Linked DNA regions of Zea mays: all the other regions are linked to region 2. The links are chromatin contacts, called in public Hi-C maps. All regions are on one chromosome and are shown on one strand. The core of a region is the stretch at or near the end of the contact, and the rest is flanking DNA. Distances in the headings are between cores, read along the strand shown.

Region 1 (3,590 bases), core at 108-2,607, 310 kb before region 2:
GCAGGCAAGCACGGGCGGGAATCAAAAGGCCGGGCAGAGTGCGAGATGGGGCGGAGGCGCGGGGCGCGCTTTGCTTTACAGATGCGGGTTAGGCAGCAAGTGGACCTGCCTGTCGTCCTTGGCTCCGAGCTCAAGAACGGGACAGACACCCCTTGCGCATGGAGCTATCCGCGAACAGTCACGGTCACATGCGGCCGTGATTTGAAAACTTGGCCGCTTCCTCCTCCTCGGCTCCATGAAAAAGGTAAAAAAATAAATGGGAAAGGGGGGACAGAGGCACAGAGCAGACAGATGGTGGTGAGGAGGAAAGCATAGTTAAGAGCCGCCCAATCGCATAACTCCATCCCAAAGCTTGCTGCGTGCACGTAAAATCGGCGCCGCAGCTGTGAACCTGTGAATTGCTGTGTCAGCCTCTGTTTATTGTGCCACCCCTGAGCTGAGAACATGCATGGATGAACAGTTCTCCCTGCACTTTGGTGAGGCGTGTACAGTCATAGAGTAGGAGATTAGCTCGTGCGAGGTCCAAAATGGCCAAACTGAAGAGAGAAGGCCCGAAGAGGAGAGAGAGAGAGAGAGAAGCACGGACATTGACTTGGAGAGGAGAATCTAATGAACAATCGGCAGGATTGACGCAGAGAGAAATAAACAAGAGAAGGATGGAAAAAAACGCATACGCATCAATCATCATCAGACGGCACATGGAATTTAGCGTGGAACGAAGGGGATGAAACTGAACAAACCTCGTCTTGGCCGCCGCCTGCATGGCGATACCCCTATGTTTATTCCCGGAGGCCGGAGCTCCGAGGCACACCGGCACAGGCTACCGCCACGCCTCCGAGAGACCAAGCGCGCGGAATGCTGCGAAATTGAAGGACAAAAGACGAAAGCGCGCGGCCGTCAGCTAGCTCCCGCTCCCTTTGCCATGGACGAGAGGCGGCACCGCGGCAGGAAAGATTGGTGTGTAGCAATGGCGACGGCGGAGCTTGCTATAGCCTATGGCCTATAGGTAGCGCGCTGTCTGCACGCGCGCAAAGCAGCTAAATAATGGACAACAACATGCAGCAACAACAACAACAACAGCACGGAGGCATTGGCTGCTGATGGCTTGCCCGTCTAATCTGGCACTAACTAGTCAGCACTCCAACCACTTAGCCAGCGACAGGGACAGCCGTGTGGTTTCTAAACAATTGACGGCATCCTTAAACCGGGAGGGACACATGACATGGTGAGGTTTCTTTAAGCTTGGCCACGGGGTGATGGCTTGGCGCGCGCTGCTCATGATCTCCGCTACGGGTGTGTGTAGAGAGGCCGGGGCCTGCAGGCTGCAGCTACATGCCTACATGGATGGACATCGTCGGCTCTCTCTGGTGGAGGATAATAACGCATTATACGCGCGCCACTACAACCACCAAGCTTAAGGCCGCCGAAAGGTAGGCCTGAAGCAAGCAAGCAAAGCAAAGCAAGAACCCACCACTCCACGGCTCCCCCCTTTTGTTCGCTCTCGCTCTCGCTTAGTCTTTGCACTCACTCAACGCCCCCACACGCACGAAAGCAGCAGCGGCGCGCCGCCCACACTCAGCACCCCCCGCTGCCTGCCTGGAATCGTGCGTGGTGCATAAGTAGTTGGGGCCTTAACAGAATGAAAGCCACGCCCGGATACAGAGCGACCTTTTTTTGTTAATAGCAGAATGAAGCGGCAGCCATAAGAAGGGACACGCGTACGTGTTTGCTTTGCTATGTTATCTTGGGCTTAGGATGACTGGATCTGTGGATGCCACGAGGACAAAGGCTTGGAGATGATCCAAGGCTAATCTTTCTCCTTTGTGTGTTAACTACCTGGGTAGATAAGTAGCAGCAGGAGTAAGCTGTAAGATACTGTCACGCTTGCATAGTGTGCAACCCGCCCTGATGTGATGAGATGACATAGCAAGTCGTTGAAAGAAGAAACCAGCTCACCTATACAGGACTCCGACTCGCTGCGCGACCAAGATGCCTTAACGTCTCCTCCTCTCCGTTGCTTGCCCGGCCCTTCATCTCATGCTCCGACGGAGTTGTGGGAGTGGGATGCCATCCTCTGTAATCAAGTTTAAGCTGTAAGCAGTGCAGGAAAGCAGTCAGGCCAGTCAAGGCTGCCGCGGCGACCAGAGCTGCGAGATGAGGAACAATCTTTTATGTGTGCTCGGTCTCCCGTGCCCTGCTAGAAAACCAGATGAAACGAGGTATTCGTATCCGTACCTGATGATTTTCGGCATTTTTTTTCTTTTTTCCTTTTCTTTTTGCCAGGAGATTCAACGCCTGCTGATGTTACCGTTGGGCTCGGACGTCGATCGCTGATCCCGGATAATGATGATCGCCCCGTGTTGTCCACTTGATCAGCGATGCTTTGTTTTCAGTACGGGAAAAGCGTAGACGAAGCACGTGGCAACCGTATGATCGAGACCAAAGGTCGCCTTGTTCGCTTCACATTATGCACTACAATTTATAGAGACAAAACACTGTAAGAAGTCGATAGGGATTAAAGGCAATCTAATAGGTTGATGCATGTTTTTTTTTTTCAATGCCTCCGCTGTCAGTGGAACGGCAATTGCACAAAAGGCTCCGACGACGCTCTCGTCGCCTCCGGCCACGTGGAATGTCTAGCAAGACGTTCAGATGACTGGTCTGTTGCTGCTCCGACAAGGGGAGCTGTGGATCGAAACTGGAGCAAATTGATTTGGTTGCATCGATCGTGAATAATCGCTATACGAAGAAACCTGGGACCCGGTCTGTTTACTGATCTGAATATTTGTATTTGTATACAACTTGTCCGCCTCCAAGACTGCTTTTGCAACTAAATGAAGATCTGATACAAAGTTTTTTTTATAGAAAAAACTAAGAATCTGTTTTCCCATAGCTTGTAAATACGGTAGCAGTGGGTCTCACGAAACCAGCTAAGAAAACTTAAAACAACTCCAAAGGAACGCGCAAACTAACCCTAAAACAGATATTAGTTAAGAATAGTGGTTTTTCTTACTCCAACAGTTCCCTCATTCTTCTCCAAAAAATTGGTGTCCCCGCATCGACAGCCTCCTCTCCCTCATATTTTGGTGTGTTCCATCCTTCTCCAATTTATTCCTCAACGTAACGGATCATCCATAGCCTCCCGACGACTGTACAGATTGTGTCATATGTCACATTTATAGTAACTGTTGGAGTAACCATCATGATTCACTCTTAAAACCTTTTAGCCTACTCTTAATAATCAGTTTTTGGGGTAAAAATTTTAACATCCTTTTATAGTTGCTCTTAGGGTCCGTTTGGCAAGAATATGGCTTTTCGTAAAAAAACAATTTTTTGGTAGAACTAAAGCTATTTCGTAAATCGTTTGATAAAAAAGGCTTATTCTAGAGAGCCAAAGTCATTTCCCTTATTAAAGTGGCACAGACAGAGCCGATAAAACTACTATTTGTGGCTTTTCTCCATAGTGTTATGAATCAACACGATACAAAGTAGATTAAACACAGATTTAACGTGGAAAACCCTTCCAAAGCTAAGGAAAAAACCACGGGCGCCGACCAGCAACAATATCACTATTCTTCGGGTGGTTACAG
Region 2 (4,172 bases), core at 677-3,176:
GAGCTATGTTACCTCGGCGCCATAGCCTATGGCGCCGAGCAAAGGGTCCAAACTTGCATATAAAATTTCTAGGGGTCTAAACATAAATTTTTGTCACAAAAGGGGCTAAAAAACAAAAAATTCGGAGGCTGGGGCGAGTTATGGCCTGGTCCCACATACAGCTCTTTTACCACGCGACTAAAAATAGCCGTGTGGGTACTGCGTCTTTATACAGTAGTAAGAGGTACCCTAGTTTCAGGGTATCGACAATGGCCCCCGGGCCCGCCTCAGGGGAGGATGCGAGCCTGCAGGTGGGGCCAAAGCTTGCACCTTGCCTCAACATGACCTGATTGGTGATTGACGCGCTGTTTTAGCACGTCTGCTGACGCGCCCACTTTCAATCCACCTTCGGTCACGTCAACTGCCATATCTGTCTCCGTGGCTGACTGACCCACGGCCCCACGCCTGGTGGTTTCGTCGGGCCACGCGCGGGGCGCCTCGTTGCCGCTGCATTGGTTTTAAAGATTACCTTTTGTCTTCTGCAGCGGCCCCAAGGAGGCACGCTATCGCGTGCGGCGATTCGCTCTTTCCTCACCCGAAATCCGACACACAAACTGTATGACTTGTGGACCCGAGCCCCCATGTCACAGACTAGGCTGCCTGGGTCCTAGGTGTCCGTTGAACTGTATGACTTGCGGACCCGCCCATGTGGTGGGGTTAGGTGCTGTTGCTGGCCCAGAGTAGTCGCTCGAGGCTGGGACGAGTCATGGCCTGGTCCCACATACAACTCTTTTACCACGCGACTAAAAATAGCCGCGTTGGTACTGCGTCTTTATACCGTAGTAAGGGATACGATAGTTTCAGGGTACCGACAACAGCGTTCGGTTATGGCTAGTTGCATGTATGCATAAGCTAGTATTACGAGTAGTAGTATTTCATACATACACATATGTTATCACAAATTTGCTACGTTAATTATAGATTAAATTAAACACAAAATTACTACCAATTTAGTACCATAAGAAGGTTGGGTATTTAACTTGATTTATTCTCAACTATGTTCTCTTCATCATAGGCGCCTTCAGGTTTCTACGTGGAACTTTTCTAGATTTGCATGAACCTCCGCAACCTAGGGCCTGATTGGTTGCCGTATCTAGGCAGCATGGCCGAGCGAGCCAGGTCTGCGGCAGCCTGGCTGTGCATCGCGTGAGCCTGGCTCCACAGATGCGCAGATTTTGGTCGCATCTCCAGAGCCTGGCCCGAGCTCCTTTTTTGCATCGCGAGACACAGGCGCTGATGCATATGCGGCAAACCAAACAAGCGGCAAAGTAGCACGCGCCTGGTTACGTGGATGCAACCTACAACCAAACACACTACGGCCGCATACCGTGAGCCTGGTTGGCCTATATGCGGGCAACCAATCAGGCCCCTACTAACTGCTGTATTTGAGTTTAATTCTGCACATGCTTATTCACCCTCTCTTGAACCTTGTCATGATTCTTTTAATGTTCTATAAAATCTAATTTATAAACTCACTCTCCATCCTAAGTAGGCAATGTTATATATTTATTAATTTAATATCTTTATCCTAAATTTGTTAAAATCCAAGACACCTAGGCAGAGGCCTTTAGGATCTGTTTGTTTGAGTTGTAACTTTAGAGTTTTTCTAAAAAGATGTTGTTAGGTTTTTAATTTTAAAAAATCAATGATAGTTTTGATAATATTGTTAGCTTCCTAAACTTAGGAAACTAAAAAACTATAAATTTAGATTTTTCATCTTGTTATATAAACTCAGTTTTTTGTGAGATTCTGAGCTATTTGAGCATCTGATTTTTTATGTTGGGACTTATTAAAAACAAAAACTCAACGTTCTGATCTCCACCATGCCGAAAGAGCAAAGGCCCAGTGTCCCAGTTGAAGCCCTTACTTTGCCAGCCCAGGATCCAATCCCATTTCCCCAAATCGCCACGAGACCACATACCAGGCCACCACCATCTCTAGAACCTTCCTCCTCGCCTCCGTCTTTCCCTCCCCCAGCTCAGGCAGGACCGCAGGAGCCAGACCCAAACCCACGAAACCCTCCTGCCTCGCCGCCGCTTCCTCATCCTCCCGCCGCTTAGTCCCGGACCCGGACCAACCTTCGTGAGGACGGGAATTGGACTAAGGGGGTAGGATGCCGCCAAAGAAAGCGGCGCCATCGAAGGCGGAGCTGGCCAAGAAGCAGAAGGTCGTGGAGGACAAGACCTTCGGGCTGAAGAACAAGAATAAGAGCAAGAACGTCCAAAAGTACGTCCAGTCCCTGCACCAGGCCGTCCAGCCCAAGCCTGACTCGACCAAGACCGCCGCCAAGGTACCGGAGAGCGCTCAGATCGAAAGCCCTCCCCGTTGCTTCCTTCGCTTCTCGCTCCGATTGCCTCGCTCTTCTAACGTTTATTTTCTTTTTGATGTGGATGCGGACGTGGGTGAGCAGAAGAAGAAGGAGGAGGAGAAGGCGCGCGAGAAGGAGCTTAATGATCTGTTCAAGGTTGCCGTCAGCCAGCCCAAGGTCCCTGTTGGTACGGCTTCATCTCCTTGAGTTTAGTAGTCTTGAATTGTCATATTGTCAATAAATATATGCTGCATAGTTCGTTTCGGTTTTATATGTGGATGGAAGAGTGCTATACAGTTCCTTCTGATGTCATTTTTACTCACGAAGTGGTGTGCTTAATATTACTGTCATCGATTGTCAATGATTGATTATTTAGTGTAAGTTGTACATTGTGAAATCTGAACACTTTTGAGCTCTTAGATATAGCAAGTTATTAGGATGAGTGCAACATGGGAATTTAAGGTATTACGGCTGCTATTCCTCTTTACAATCTGATAGATGCTGATGCCTCAGATTACGCTATGCAGGTGTTGATCCCAAGTCAATATTGTGTGAGTTCTTCAAGGCTGGCCAGTGCCAGAAGGGTTTTAAGTGCAAATTCTCTCATGACCTGAATGTCCAGAGGAAGGGTGAAAAGATTGATATCTATACAGACAAGCGTGATGCAGGTAATAAATAAACATGATTATTGGATTTGGATATCACTATCACCTTCTGTGCAAGTTCTTAGAATTGGTTTGTTTGAATTCACACATTATTTGATATGTCCAGAAACCATGGAGGACTGGGATCAGGAAACTCTTGAGAAGGTTGTTGAATCCAAAAAGATGGAGTATCAGCAAAACAAACCTACCGATATTGTATGCACTACACTGAGCCTATTTTGCAGTCAATATCTACTCCTTGCCTGTCACTTGCCATGTCATCTTCTATGTCACTTTACATGTTATGTTAATATGTCCATATTTATCAAGTTTTCAAACTAGTTAGAATTGTGGTGGCCATCTTGTCTATAACTGTCGAAACATTCTGGAGTTTAAATCATAATTAAGCAACTGAACACATGAGCTATAAAATCTACTAGTGGGTTAGACTAACAAACTAATGCTTTGTAGAAGAACTTCATGCCTGTGACATACGAACTGAATGCCAATGTACTGGCACTGTATATATATTTCATAAATTCAAGTTTTATAAAGATTTACCATGCTATCATATTTTGATGTATTGGCATCTGAACTATCATTCCATTTTGTATCATGAGTTCATGACTCTGGTGTAGATTTTATAATCGTTTATTTTTCCTTTTGGCTTAGAGGGTGAATATGTTTCTGACTCAGATACCAAGGAGGTGCCCAAAGCGATAAAGTTACCCTTTGTTTAGTCTTAAGCATGCATGCTGCTAGTTTTTACTATGACACATCATTCCTTGCATGCAGTAACATAGGCAGCGGCATATGGACATATGGCTGCATGTCTGCCTGCGTGTGCACAGGAATATCGCCAAATAAAACACTTTATGAAGCTGGCAGAAAGGCTAAATGGGATGTGCATGCGAGTATTTTTTTGAACTTAATGTGCATTTGCAAATAGCTATGAGGGGCTTGCTGGTACACCGATACTTCGTTAACTTTGTGCGCCTTCTAAATCTAAACAGTCAGCCAAAAAGTAGACACCCTTTAAATTAGAAGTAATGGAGTATCTTTTTATGTCCTTACAACTGTTTCTTTGTCCATTTTAGTTGGTAATATGATTTTATTTACACCAATGGAGTTTTAAACCTAACCTTTTGTTTTCAGTCTGCAAACTTTTGTTAAATATGAAA
Region 3 (3,649 bases), core at 363-2,862, 400 kb before region 2:
CAGCAACTGCTGCAGCTTCAGCAGCGACAGCAGACGCAAGCGCAACGGAGTAGGCATGCTTGTTCTGCTCACTGTCTGTTTCAACTGGATTGACATCTTTGATCTCCAGAGAGTGGGGCTGAGTTGCTGGTGGTGATGGCAACGGAGCTACTGCTGGAGCAGTGCCTGGCACCGTCGATATGGAAGGCTCCGAGTGCTTGGACTTTCCAAATGGCCATCTCCTCTTGGATTTCGATTTGTCTGCCTTCTGGGCCTTCATAGTAGCCACATGTCACCAAGTGGACTTTTTTTTTTGTTGTGAATAAGGAATTTCGACGTACCTTGGCTTCCTTTCCATCTGGATCGGAGGAGCTGAAGACTTTCTTCACCGCACTAAACCACTTTCCTCTCTTACCCATTCTTTGGGTTCTGCGCCTTCAATGTCTCGCTGAAAGATTGCAAGTACAAGAACAGATCAGAGGTGTGCCAGAATGTCCCCACTAAAAAAAGGCGGTACCCAAATATTTGACCATCAGAATCTAGTATTTGCATCAGCAACTAAAACATGATGTTAAACACGAAAAAAAGGTCAGCAGTACTCTCTCATAATTCATGCATCCAAGAGTAAAAGTTCTAAAAAACAAGAGAGGTTCTACGGACTTCTATCACAAATCGACAACAAGAATAGCTCCCCAGTTCCCACTGCTCAAATGTCGTACAGAAAAAAAGAAAAGAAAATCCCGTCTTCACCACGAATTAGCAGGATTACAAGCATACCAAAGATTGGAGTGGATCGAGTAAAAATAAGCACGAACTAGGTGAAACTGAGCCAGCGCACAAGTCTTCGCCGTAAACGGCAATTTCTTCACAGAAGAAGAAAGGGGCGTTGGCACAGAAACCAAGCTTCGTGTGGCAACTTCTATCCTTGGGCACTCGATCAAGTAAGCGTTCAGCAGGGAACGACTCACCGGAAGGCCGAGACACAAACGGGAAGACTGAGCCTGGCACCTCTTCCACAGTCGCTGCGCAAAACCAGCCAGAAACCCGGACCCCCAGAACAAAACCTCAGGCAAAGCCAACCGTACCGAGAGGAACCGAACACGAACAGCAGGGCGCGCGAAACCCCAAAAGATCCGAATTTACCGCGAGAAAGGCAAGCTTTCACGTCGAAGCGAGTCAAGCACCCACCGAAAAGCCCTGAGCCCCTCACCTTCCCCACCGCACTGAAGGCGGCAAGGACCTAACTCCGGTCGCCCTCGGGAGCCACCGCCCACCGCACGGACATCTAGCACCCTCCTCCGCGGCTTAGTCAGATCAAACACGCGACCGACGCATCCAGGACGAAGAAAAAATAAACCGGGGGCGGAAAGGGAGAAGGAGGTGGGGATAGATAGAAGTGGAAGGGCAAGCAAGCGGCCCAACCTTTTATCTCTCGCTTTCCTCACCCCGTCCAAAGGCTATCTCGACCTCGACCCAGCCGCGCACGCAGAATCGATTCGCCCACCCCAGCCGCCCGGACGGTGACCCCGGCCTGGGTACGTGGCCCCGCCGGCGACGAGCCGTTCCCTTCCGCTTGCCGGCTTGCGGCTGCGCTCCCGATCTCCTTCCTCGTGACGGTCACGCACGCTCCCGGTGCCAGCCGAAAGGCGCTGTCCCTGTTCGCCTCTTATATTGGCAGCGGGGCGGCCCCGCCGAGGGGAGCATGACAGCTGGGGCCCGCCACGCGGCCGCAGACCAGTCGCGGCAGAAGACGTTAGCCGGTTGCGTTGCGACGACTGGTAGAGTACGAGTAGGAGACGTTGGCGTTGGCTCATGGCCTGTGGCCTGTAGGCAGCAGCAGCCTGCAGCCCCGCGGTCCCGCCGCTGGCCAACCGGCTGGTGGCCCACACGTCATGGACGGACGCTGATCTTTCTTCGCGGCGATTGCTGCGGCACCGTGTGTTAGGCAACCGATAGCGGGTAGTACGGAAGTACCCAGCGGCAGCGCCCCTACCGTTCCAACTTGATCCCGTTAAATGCCCGTGTTAAATGGGGGGCATTTACACCTTGGTGACTCCGTCATTAAACGCCCCCAACGGTGGAAAAAGGCCTGGAAAGGCTTCGCTCGGCCGTTTTTTACAGCTTTTATCAGTTGATGGTGCAGTAGCCTGTGAAACGCTGCTGGTCTTTTGCAGTTTTTTTTTGCCTGCCTCTGCCTACCTGCCTGCCATTCTTTTACTCCCACAGGTGGATAGGCCCATGCATGGGGAGGAGCGAGACTTGACTGAGAGAGAGTAGTCGAGTGGAGCCGAGAGCAAAGGCCAAAGCCGATGGAACGGCCACATCAGTACGTATATGATTAGAATAGCGTTGGTGTCAGTGCAACCGAGAGTGGCTGCGACCTGCGATGAGATCCGTTTTCTTGTATGTGTGTGTTTTTTATTCAAAACTACGCGCGCCAGCCTCGCGCGGTTGTCCTTCGTCCTGATGCCTGCCGGATCTTGCCAACTCGGTGGAGGCCACTGGTGGTGGCCACGGCCATCGTTGTTGCCCTCGGTTCCCGGTGGCCAGTGCTCTCGCACGTGCCGAAGGCCAGATTGGGCAGTCGCCCAGCCACCTTTACCGTCACGCATTTTTTTCGCCATTGTACGGGGACGGCGGGTAGTGTAACATGGTGTTAAACATGTTTATACAAATATTATTAATCACTCGTAACTTGAATTTAATTCATGAGTTGTTTGTCATTTGATGTGGATTATGAATGTGCTTGAAAACACTAGAAGTTTATGTTCTTGAATTCTATCCTACTAGGGAGTGGTGTATGTATGCTAAATTATCTTAGAATGAGTTAGACTTGCTTGATCAAGGTTTGTAAACCATTATCACATTTTTAACTGTGTGGTGTGTGTGCTCTAGTATAGGATATGTTGTTAGGATTATTAGATAGGTTATTTTAAGCAAGGTTTTTGTTCGACAATTTGCTTAATTAAACTTCCAACTCTAGTCGACCTAATAGGCTTAAAGGCAGTGGATTCGGCTGTTTTGGAAAATCGTAGTCAAAATATTTAAGCGGGTGTGGGTCCTAAATAATAGTTGTAGAGAATTTCATATAGGACTAGGTTTTAGTATTTTTTTTCTTCCCTTCGTCTTGAACAAAGCAGCAGAGAATTCTTAAATTAAGACAACTCACGTTATCTAATATCGATCAGAGCGATAAAAAATGTTAAATTTGAGTCAAATCGATTTTGTATTAATTTGAACGCAGGAATTATCGGGCACCCTCGACTGGACTTTCTACCGAAAAAAATGTGTCCTTGTTCATCGCAGTTACGAACTGTTAATACAAAACTCGTCAAAATTTATCTATGTTGAAGAGTTTGATCGGTTTGTCATATTCATTTTTTTGCGAAAAAATAAAAAAAATTGAAGCCACATTTAAAATATATTATATACTAAACACTATCATAGCAAAAATTAACAATAATTATGATTTTTTAATAAGACGAGTCGGTCAAGCTTAGGGTGAAAAAGTCAAACGAATTATAAATTAGAATGTAGGGAGTAATACTAACCGTATAGATAATTAAATGGGCGGTCCAACTTTTGCAAAAGCACTAGTGTTATCGGATATATATAGCACTATATATCATACTCACTACCGGAATCAGCTCCTTTGTCGTGTGTCTGAGAC

What was found. Hi-C and Micro-C count contacts between places; a contact is called where the count stands out from the background.
Region 1: a contact with region 2 is called in a Hi-C map of leaf, with 5 times the contacts expected there. The contact joins the promoter of LOC103651046 here to the promoter of LOC100282944 in region 2. A contact is called at or near these places in 7 of 25 Hi-C or Micro-C datasets (ear, leaf and tassel).
Region 3: a contact with region 2 is called in a Hi-C map of leaf, with 7 times the contacts expected there. The contact joins the promoter of LOC100273111 here to the promoter of LOC100282944 in region 2. A contact is called at or near these places in 2 of 25 Hi-C or Micro-C datasets (leaf and tassel).

What each region holds. Positions count from the first base shown.
Region 1 is chr3:187,592,474-187,596,063 of Zm-B73-REFERENCE-NAM-5.0, reverse strand. It overlaps LOC103651046 (interactor of constitutive active ROPs 2, chloroplastic-like), which reads right to left and starts at 1,357. Exons shown (of 3, transcript NM_001322867.1): 1 at 741-1,357. The coding sequence starts at 763.
Region 2 is chr3:187,280,442-187,284,613 of Zm-B73-REFERENCE-NAM-5.0, reverse strand. It overlaps LOC100282944, which reads left to right and starts at 1,926. Exons shown (of 8, transcript NM_001155849.2): 1 at 1,926-2,329; 2 at 2,450-2,534; 3 at 2,875-3,015; 4 at 3,119-3,207. The coding sequence starts at 2,153.
Region 3 is chr3:187,683,977-187,687,625 of Zm-B73-REFERENCE-NAM-5.0, reverse strand. It overlaps LOC100273111, which reads right to left and starts at 1,612. Exons shown (of 6, transcript NM_001147560.1): 1 at 1,402-1,612; 2 at 321-427; 3 at 1-253. The coding sequence starts at 398.